Linked DNA regions of Mus musculus: region 1 is linked to region 2. Evidence: chromatin contacts called from public Hi-C data. All regions are on one chromosome and are shown on one strand. The core of a region is the stretch at or near the end of the contact, and the rest is flanking DNA. Distances in the headings are between cores, read along the strand shown.

What was found. Hi-C and Micro-C count contacts between places; a contact is called where the count stands out from the background.
Region 1: a contact with region 2 is called in a Hi-C map of uterus. The contact joins the enhancer-like site here to the promoter of Abi3bp in region 2. A contact is called at or near these places in 1 of 39 promoter capture datasets (macrophages), 3 of 484 Hi-C or Micro-C datasets (muscle stem cells and uterus), 2 of 115 datasets of contacts at active chromatin or transcription factors (embryonic fibroblasts and heart atrium) and 2 of 9 other capture datasets (adipose tissue and liver).

What each region holds. Positions count from the first base shown.
Region 1 is chr16:56,512,014-56,516,341 of GRCm38.p6, reverse strand. All of the region lies in intron 1 of Abi3bp (ABI gene family, member 3 (NESH) binding protein), which reads right to left. Among named protein-coding and RNA genes, the nearest start is that of Abi3bp, 36 kb to the right of the region's middle. Within about 2 kb of position 1,546, at least 20 of the 459 cell types and tissues checked have an H3K27ac peak or open chromatin away from gene starts, as enhancers often do. A contact at or near this core is called in adipose tissue and uterus, where this site is marked.
Region 2 is chr16:56,474,993-56,479,640 of GRCm38.p6, reverse strand. It overlaps Abi3bp (ABI gene family, member 3 (NESH) binding protein), which reads right to left and starts at 1,795. Exons shown (of 40, transcript NM_001014423.2): 1 at 1,649-1,795. The coding sequence starts at 1,727.

The DNA of each region.
Region 1 (4,328 bases), core at 297-2,796, 37 kb before region 2:
AGATTCGCTCTGGGTGCTGCATTGAAGCTACTCTGAAAGGAGCATGTGAGCTGTCACAGCATGAAGGCAATAACATAATAGATGAGTGTCTACTTTGAATAGGAGAGAATATAACTAAGAAAAACATTCCCTTGGAGCTTTAGTAAAGTTTCTTTAATGAATGTGGATGCCCTTGCATCTGGAGCATAGATGTTCAGAATTGAGAGTCCATCTTGGTAGATTTTACCTTTGGTAAGTATGAATTATCAAATTGTCTTTTTGATAACTTTTGGTTGAAAGTTGATTTTATTCAATATTAAGAACGGCTACTCCAGCTTGTTTCTTGGGACCATTTGCTTGGAAAATTGTTTTCTAGCCTTTTACTCTGAGGTAGTATCTGTCTTTGTCCCTTAAGTGGGTTTCCTGTATGCAGCAAAATGCTGGGTCCTGTTTATGTAACCAGTGTTAGTCTATGTCTTTTTATTGGGGAATTAAGTCCATTGATATTAAGAGATATTAAGGAAAAGTAATTGTTGCTTCCTGTTATTTTTGTTGTTAGAGTTGGGATTTTGTTCATGTGGTTGTCTTTTTTTAGGTTTGTTGAAAGATTACTTTCTTGCTTTTTCTAGGGAGTAGTTTCCCCCCCTTGTGCTGGAGATTTTCTTTTATTAGCCACAGAAGAGGAGGAAGAGGTGTCAAGGTCACCAGGAGAACACAGAATCAACTAAGCAGCCCTCGCAAGGACTTACAGGGACTGGAGCTGCAACCACAGAACCTCCATCAGTCTGTACTAGGTATGTACTGAATGTGAGTTGTGGTTGTTTAGCTTGGAGTTATTGTGAAACTCCTAACAGTGGGGGTTTAGGGTATCTCTGATATTTATTTATTTATGCCAGCTTTTGGGACCCTTTTCTTCCTACTGTGTTGCCTTGTCCAGACTTGATATGAGGATTTGTGCCTAGTCTGACTGCATCTTGTTATGCTATGTTCAGCTGATATCCCTGGGAGGCCTACCCTTTTCTGAAGGGAACTGGAGGAGCAGTGGATGTTGGGGAAATGGAAGGTGGAGCATGAAGGAGAAGAATGCAGGTAGGGGGAGGCTGCCATCAGGATGTATTGTAAGAGAAGAATAAGTTTTAAGAAAAAGAAAGAAAGAAAAACATTCCCATGTAAAATCTGAAAAAGAAAACTTCAAAGACTTGTAACTGCACTGAATTTGATGCGTGAGAGAAGAATGGAAAGAGTCTCAGATGTCTTTAGAGGTCTTCAGGTGAGCTAACAGAAAGGTGGCAGAGTATCTAATGGAGTTAGCAAAGACCATAGCAGAAGAAAGGCTAGGGTACAATGTTTTCTGGAACCTCACTTGAGATATGCTGGATCTTAGGTGTCAGAAAACCAAGGAGAGATATTAAATGGGGAGTCGGTTCAATGGATCTGATCCTGGCTGGCGATAGGAAATTTCAGCTTGTTGTATTTAGATTGTTCTAAAATCATGAGACTGGATGAGATCACCAAGAGAATTAGGACACAAGAGAAGAGATCCAATGTCGCCATCCTGAGACGCTCCAGTTTAAGGAACCGGTTAGATGAGAATGAATCAGCAAAGAAGACTGAAGAGCAGCCGGTGAGCACGGAGCAACAGCAGACAAATGTGGAAAAGCCCCGAGATGGGAAGCCACCTGCCAAGGGGAATCATGTGTGGCTCCCATCCTGGGCGAAGGGCTCATAGGTCAGCTCGTGAGACAGTGTTTGTACCAGAGTTCTGAATACATGCTCGCTAGCGTTGGTGGGATTTATCATAGAATTAGTCCTAATTGGAAACACGTGGATTGCACTATAATGATAAATCAACCAAGACAACAGAAAACAAAAGAGAGAGTGGGAGAGGGCAGGGGAACTGGCAGGCACGACAGCCAGGAAAACAAACATGTTCTTCTTAGCCTTGCTTCATTAGGAAGAATGTTCTTTGAGATATATTTAGCCAGAGACACAAGCCATACTCAGAATTTTTAACTACAGTAATTTTACCATTAATAAAGTTCTCTGCATATCCACAGTTCTATACAGGAGTGTGTATGTGTGTGTGTGTGTGTGTGTTCCAAACCTTCTTGAAAACACTTAACTTCTAATTTCCATGTGCTATCTAACAAGCTTAAGAGAACTTCCTTGCCAGATTTATAAGAATGAAAATAAAAAGTGGAAAGATAAGCATAAACACATATCATATTTAAAATTGATAAAAGCCAAGGCTATAGAAAGACCTGAAGTGTAAGAAAAGATAGGAACACACAAGGAAAGATGCTTCTGCTTGTAAAAAGAATTTGGTTAGTTAAAAATTTTAATAAATTCCTAAAGAATCTCCCTCGAGAGCTAGGGACTCATGATTTGGGCCTGACATACACTCTTAGAGGTAAACTGAGACAAATTTATAGACCGTTGGGCAGACCTTGACTCTGTGAGTTCAGGAATGTTTAGGTCCCATCAATCATTTATCAGATTTGCTCTAGGTGCATTGAAGCCATTCTGATAGGTACGCGTGAGCTGCCACAGAGTGGTGGCCATTATGTAATAGATGAGTGTCCACTTAGAACAGGAGAGAGCATGACTGAGAAAATCATTTCCGACAATTCTGTGTAAAATCTGAAGAAGAGTTACAAGTCTTCAAAGACTTGTAACTGCACCAAGTGTGGTTCATGAGAGAGGAGAACTGAGCCTCACAGTTGCCAGGTGTGACAGCATTCCATGAGAGGAAACTGCTAGTGTCAATTCACTGAAGTTCCCTGTCTCAAGAGAATAGGGAGACAGCAATAGGGAAAGGCACTTGACTTCCTCCAGCCTCTGTATGCATGCACATGGGGGCATGGAGACATGACAAACAAGTACACACAAGCATACACACACACACACACAGAGAGAGAGAGAGAGAGAGAGAGAGAGAGAGAGAGAGAGAGGGGGGGGGGGGTTGAAAAGAAAAGACTAGACTAGAAGCAGAGCCCCAATATGGGGTTCACAGTAGTAGTTGAATTCAAGTTCATCGTAGGCTATGTAAGAATTCAAAACCAGGCATGGTAAGTCACAGTAAGGCCCAGTTTGAAAATAAATAACAAATAACACCTCTCCATTCCAGAAATGATGGAGTGAAAGGAAGAAGAGAGGGAGGAAAAAAATTTTGTCATGAGAAGACAGAGAGAGAGAGACAGAGAGAGAGAGAGAGAGAGAGAGAGAGAGAGAGAGAGAGAGGTGCAGCTGTCCTCACTTCCTTTCAATTTCTATCTCGTTCCATCTCTATCTTTCTCTCTTTCAAAGCCCCTACTTAGATCTATATAAAAGCCTTTCTTAATTAACTCTAACCCTGGTTAAATAGAAAAAGAAAAAAAAAAAGAAAAGAAATAGTCTCCAGTAAGTCAGTCTTGACTTTAAAAATAATGTTGAAGGAAATTGAGACTTATAATGCACTGAGTGTAACCATGGAAACAACAAACTACAAACCCGGTTCAACAAACTGCTAACCTAGTGTCTCAATACATCCCACAAACAGCTTAACAAGAGAAAATGTGTGCTGCTTTTCTTGGTCCCTGCGGTCCTATACAAGATGCCGGTTTTGGTTTTCTTTGTTTTTTGTTTTTTGTTTTTTGTTTTTTGTTTTTTGTTTTTTGTTTTTTGTTTTGTTTTGTTTTGTTTTGTTTTTTAATGGGCTAGTGAGATAGCACTTGCCCACAAGCCTTTTAACCTAGGTTGGATTCTGGAATCCAAGTTAAGACAGAAGGAAAACAAACTTCACAAACCTACCTTCTGGCTTTGATATGTACACAGTGGCAGAAGTATCCCCATAAACACACACACATCATCATCACCATCACCATTACCATCATCATAATAAATGTGAGACTACAAAAAAGGAAGATACGACACCAGCAAAGAACAAAACAAGCAATAGAGCCTGACATTGATGTTGCACAGATGTTGGAACTATCACACAAGGAACTTAAAATAATTTTTTACTTGTAATGAATGTAATGAATTGGGGTAGGGTCAGGAACTCAAGGCTGGAACACAGGCAGGGACTGAAGCAGAGAACACTGAGCAATGCTTGTTACTAGCTTGTTCTTCATGACTTGCCCAACCTACTTCTTTTACATTTCAAATGCTAGCCCAAAAGTCCCCTATACCCCCCCTGCCCTGCTCCCCTACCCACTCACTCCCACTTCTTGGCCCTGGCATTCCCCTGTACTGGGGCATTAAAAAGTTTGTAAGACCAAGGGGCCTCTCTTCCCAATGATGGTCGCCTAGGCCATCTTCGGCTACATATACAGCTAGAGACTCGAGCTCTGGGGGTACTGGTTAGTTCA
Region 2 (4,648 bases), core at 546-3,045:
GAATTCACCCCCCAACCCCAACACACACACACACACACACACACACACACACACACACACATACACACACACAGTTTTGTTCAGACTAACCAAAACTATAGATTGTTGAAACATTACAAGAGAAACCTGGATGCAAACCATTGGTTGACAAAAGAAAAGAGATAAAATTTTTGTGGCAAGTATTTGCACCTATATTTTCTTCTTTATCACTACAAACAAAGGCAACTTGTACCAAAAGTTCTCTATCTAATGATGACAACGGAAAAATTTAGACATTTAGAGTTTACATAATTCTGTAGTAACCAAATTTGCCTATCATTCTTACACAGTAAATACAGAGTAAAATAAAAACACCGGTAATTTTTGAAACTAAAACAGTGCTACCGGCTCTTTTCAAATGTCAAAGTTGTTAAAAGTTACATCAATGTGAACAATTAATTATGGATTAAGTCAGGGTTTATTATGATCAAGGAATAAAACTTGTGGAAGGAGGAAAGCCTAAGGGTGTTTCATATTTCTTTCTTTGCATAATCATTTGATCAGAATTGAGGATTCCTTTGCCTTTTGCTACAGTTCCCATCCTCGTGTGAGCTAACTAGCCAAATGCTTCAGCCTTCTGGATTCAAGTTTCACTTTACCCAGTGGGGGTGGGGGGCTTTGCCTTTGAGTCAAGATGATCCTAGACCGAACTCTACAGAGAGAGGACACAGAAGTGTCCTTTAAGCGTTCTGACCAGCTTTTCTTTCAGACTCGGTTTTGATGAGTCTGTGCTGTGCGTTACCTCTAAGATTTTTTCAGCCTAACTGTACGGTAAATTCCAGCCCGTGGGTTTTTTTTTTTTTTTTTTTTTCCTTATAATCCTGCTGACTACAGCAGTCTGTAGCCATAAAAAGCCTCCACCGACGTAAAGTGCCTCTGCGAAAAAGCAAAAGTTCACACAACATTTATGTTCACAGACAGGACAAGGAAGACGATCCTGATTTAGTGCTAATGAGTTCCAAAGATTGCGCCTAGGGTCTAAACTTAGAAAATTTACTTCTCTTTTGATGACTTTTGTAAACAAAATACCAACACTAAAATAAGCAATTTAGTCAAGAGAAGGGGGGAGTGTCCTGTCCAGCAAATCAAATTCTCTGCCAAACTCCACTGCAGAGCCCTGTCTGCTACTTAGCTCGAAACTGTATTTAAGTCTGACCTGGCTAGACTCCCTCAGCCCCTACCCCACAGGTATGTTTGTGACTTTTGCAAAAGATTTCGGTTTTCAGAACAAGCTACTCCCAGGGCTTAAGCCACTCTCCACCGTCTCTGTGGCCAGGGCTAAAAGCACCAAATAACTCTAACAAGCCACAATAGTCGTTTATATAATCAGATTTGATAGACAGATACTGTAGTTTGAAACCACACCACTCCAGTCCGTGTGAACATACTCCACTAGAAGCTGCTAGGAGAAGCTGAGCTCACAAAATAAATCACAGGGGTGCGAGAGAAAACAACCCCTGAGTCACCCCCTTCACACATAGGACCTTTGACTCTCTGCAGAATAATTCAATTCCCCCATATTGTACAGCAGATCACATTTCATATCAACAGCGAAAACCAAGCAACTCTTAATCTTACTTTTAAAACACAAAATATCCCAGCTACTTGCCTTTTGGCAATTTCTGTGCATTTCCCAGAGCAAGTGCAATACTTCCACAGAGAAGTAGACACCCCAGGCTGGAGAGCATGTTGCATTTGCCTGCTCACACGGGGAGTGATGCGGCTGGGTGCCTTGCAACCCTGGAACTGCATTTAAGTGGGCGTCCTCCACTGACAGAGGCGGGAGGCTGCTCTCTCTGCTGTGGGCTTACTCACAGGGGGTGGAGACAAGATGACATCACACCCTTTCCCACACACTTAAAAAAAAAAAAGAAAAGAAAAGAAAAAGAAAGAAAGTAGGCACAACAGCAAAAACATATCATCACATTTCCCTCTCCAATGCTGCAACAGCTTGCCTCTTCTCTTTCCTCGCAGTGTAAGAATTGAAATTATGAACAATCTGTATCCATGAAAGAACTACTCAGGCAACTTTGAAACATTTGATGAACTAGTTTAAAGAATAAAAACGTACACTTAAACCCATCAAAACACTAAAATATAAAATGAATATTTTATTAAGATGGAAACTGTTTTTAGTTAGCCAGGAAACCAATCCATTCCTTCCTTTAAACTGGAAGTGAATTCATAAAAATATATTTTGAACTATTCTGTAGCTATAATTTATGAGGAATGTCAATGGAGTCCTAAGCTGTGCAGTTATATACTGTGTACATATATACCCACATACAAATGCATACATATATGTTTTATGTATATCAACATATTCCATAGGTGAGCATGCAGAGACGGAGAGGTAGCACAGTGCCTCATCCCCACACTGGGCTACTCTCCGCAATGACCTTTGCCATAGTGGCTGTGCTGGGGCCATGGTGTGATCTATCTCCATTTTACTAGTAAGAAAGGCTGAGATGTAGAGAGAAGAGGTGGTCTAACCGAGCAGGTCGAGTCTGCCGAATCCAGACGGGCTTTGTAACAGAGCACTGAGTTTTACATTTAGATCCCACGTAACTGCTTTAAACAAACCTCTTCTTTATGTTGTCAGTACCATGTAAGTTACAGGACTTTCTTCATGACAGACATTGATCTACTCAATTTACACATTACTAAGGCATCATTCTTCAGATCCACTCATGAGCAGGGCATTGCGATGACTTCCATTATTGATAGAAAATCAAGCAGAGGGAGGTGAAGAAAAAGGCCCAATATCATGGCACAAATAAGCAAGGGTAGCCAGTTAAGTAGGCCATGGGACCCGTAGCTATCTAGTAGACCTTACTAAACTTTAAATTCTAAAATCAGGATGAGGACCAGAACCGTAGCTTGCTATTCAAGCTGAGGAGCTGAGTTCAGGTCCTACTGTCCTTGTAAAAAGCCAAGCACCACAGCATGCACTCGGACTAGCACTGAGCAGACAGAGGTAGGAAGAACCCTGGAGTGAGGCTTACGGTGCCACCAGCCTCACTGAGATCAAGACTCAGCAAAACAACCAAGGACAAGAACACCTGTAGAAGACACTGAGTGTCAGCCCCTGACCGTCAGAGGCACCTAGACACACAGGGACACAAGTATAGTATATTCATGCACAAGTGCACATGTGTACAAACACATAGGCACACCTGCAGGCAAAGAAAAAGAAAGGGCAGCACCAGGTTTGTAAATTCAACAACAGCTTTTTTTTTTTCTCGTAGTGTCCGGCATGCAGAAAGCACGCACGATAAAGTTACTGTAAACAATAATAAACAGCAACAACAGCAAATCCCTTAGTTAAGAAGAATAGCAACGACAGTGTTTATCTGTAAAGTCCCTGTGTGTGCCTTTTTCTATGGCATCACATTGCCCCAAACACAAGTACACAGCAGGGACAGCTGGGTTCCCACCGAACTCTGAGTGACTGCTGTTTATATGTTTAAATTGAGTCTTTGGGAATAGCCTTTCTCAGCAGTTGCTATAACTAAGCCAAAAATCAGTCAGAGGGAAATAGAATGGCACGGGTCAAATGAAGCATGATAGGGTAGCTTACCAAATAAATAAATAAATAAATAAATAAATGCAGCTTAAAGAGACAATGACATCTCTCAAATAAAGTGAGAGGATGCACCGGTTCACGACATCTGTTTCTGACATCCTGAGCCCTCACCAATAGAATGTTCTGGCACTGGCCATGGAAGGGGGTGGGGTATTTAACAAGTCTTTCTCAGCTCTGTTTTTATGCTTGAACAGGCAGCTCTCTCAAACCTGAGTTCAGACTCACCCTTCCGGGCTCTGTGTCTGTAGCCCATAGCCATCAAGCTACATGAACAAGATCACAGCATCAGAAGAAACGACAGATTTCAAAGGAAACAAACCTAGCAGAAATATTGTAAAAGAGACTCTTCGGTCAAAACAGTGTGAGCCTGGTGGGAGATTTAGGTAATGGAATTCAGGATTAAGACTCTGCTTGGCGAGCAGATGAAGCCCAGTCAATGTTAGAAGTTATTATTTGCTGCTTGGAACCAACTGGACACCAGTTAAATAGAAGCTAGCCTCTAATGTTTGGTCAGGAAAAGATATTCTAGCTAGTAGGACAAACGAGCATTCAACAGACACACTGACAATATAAGAGCTCAGGCCAGGGAGAGGAAGTGACTTGACGAAGGGACCTCACACACAGGATACTTCATTTCATCTTCTAATGACTATAAATTTTACTGCCTTCAGAGTCCCAACACAAACAAGATGAATACATCCTTTCTCGCATTGAGTAAAGCCTTGGGGTTTGGATCACATAATTGTAGGAAGGTTTTAGGCTATTCTTAAGGAAAAATTGAACCTGACCTTGGACCTCGTGGAGATGTCTTTGAAATTATTTGTGTGACTCTATTTGGTTTCTCCATCTTCACTAAAGAACGACTGCTTAAGACTGTCTTACTTGAAAGTGGAGAAATACCAAACTCCAGATACTTGTAGGAGACTACCAAACCCACTCTCACTAATATTCATAAAAAAAAGTAATAAGTCAAAAGAATCTTTAGGAAGAGCTATTTGAGGAACACAAAATGTCATAATTACC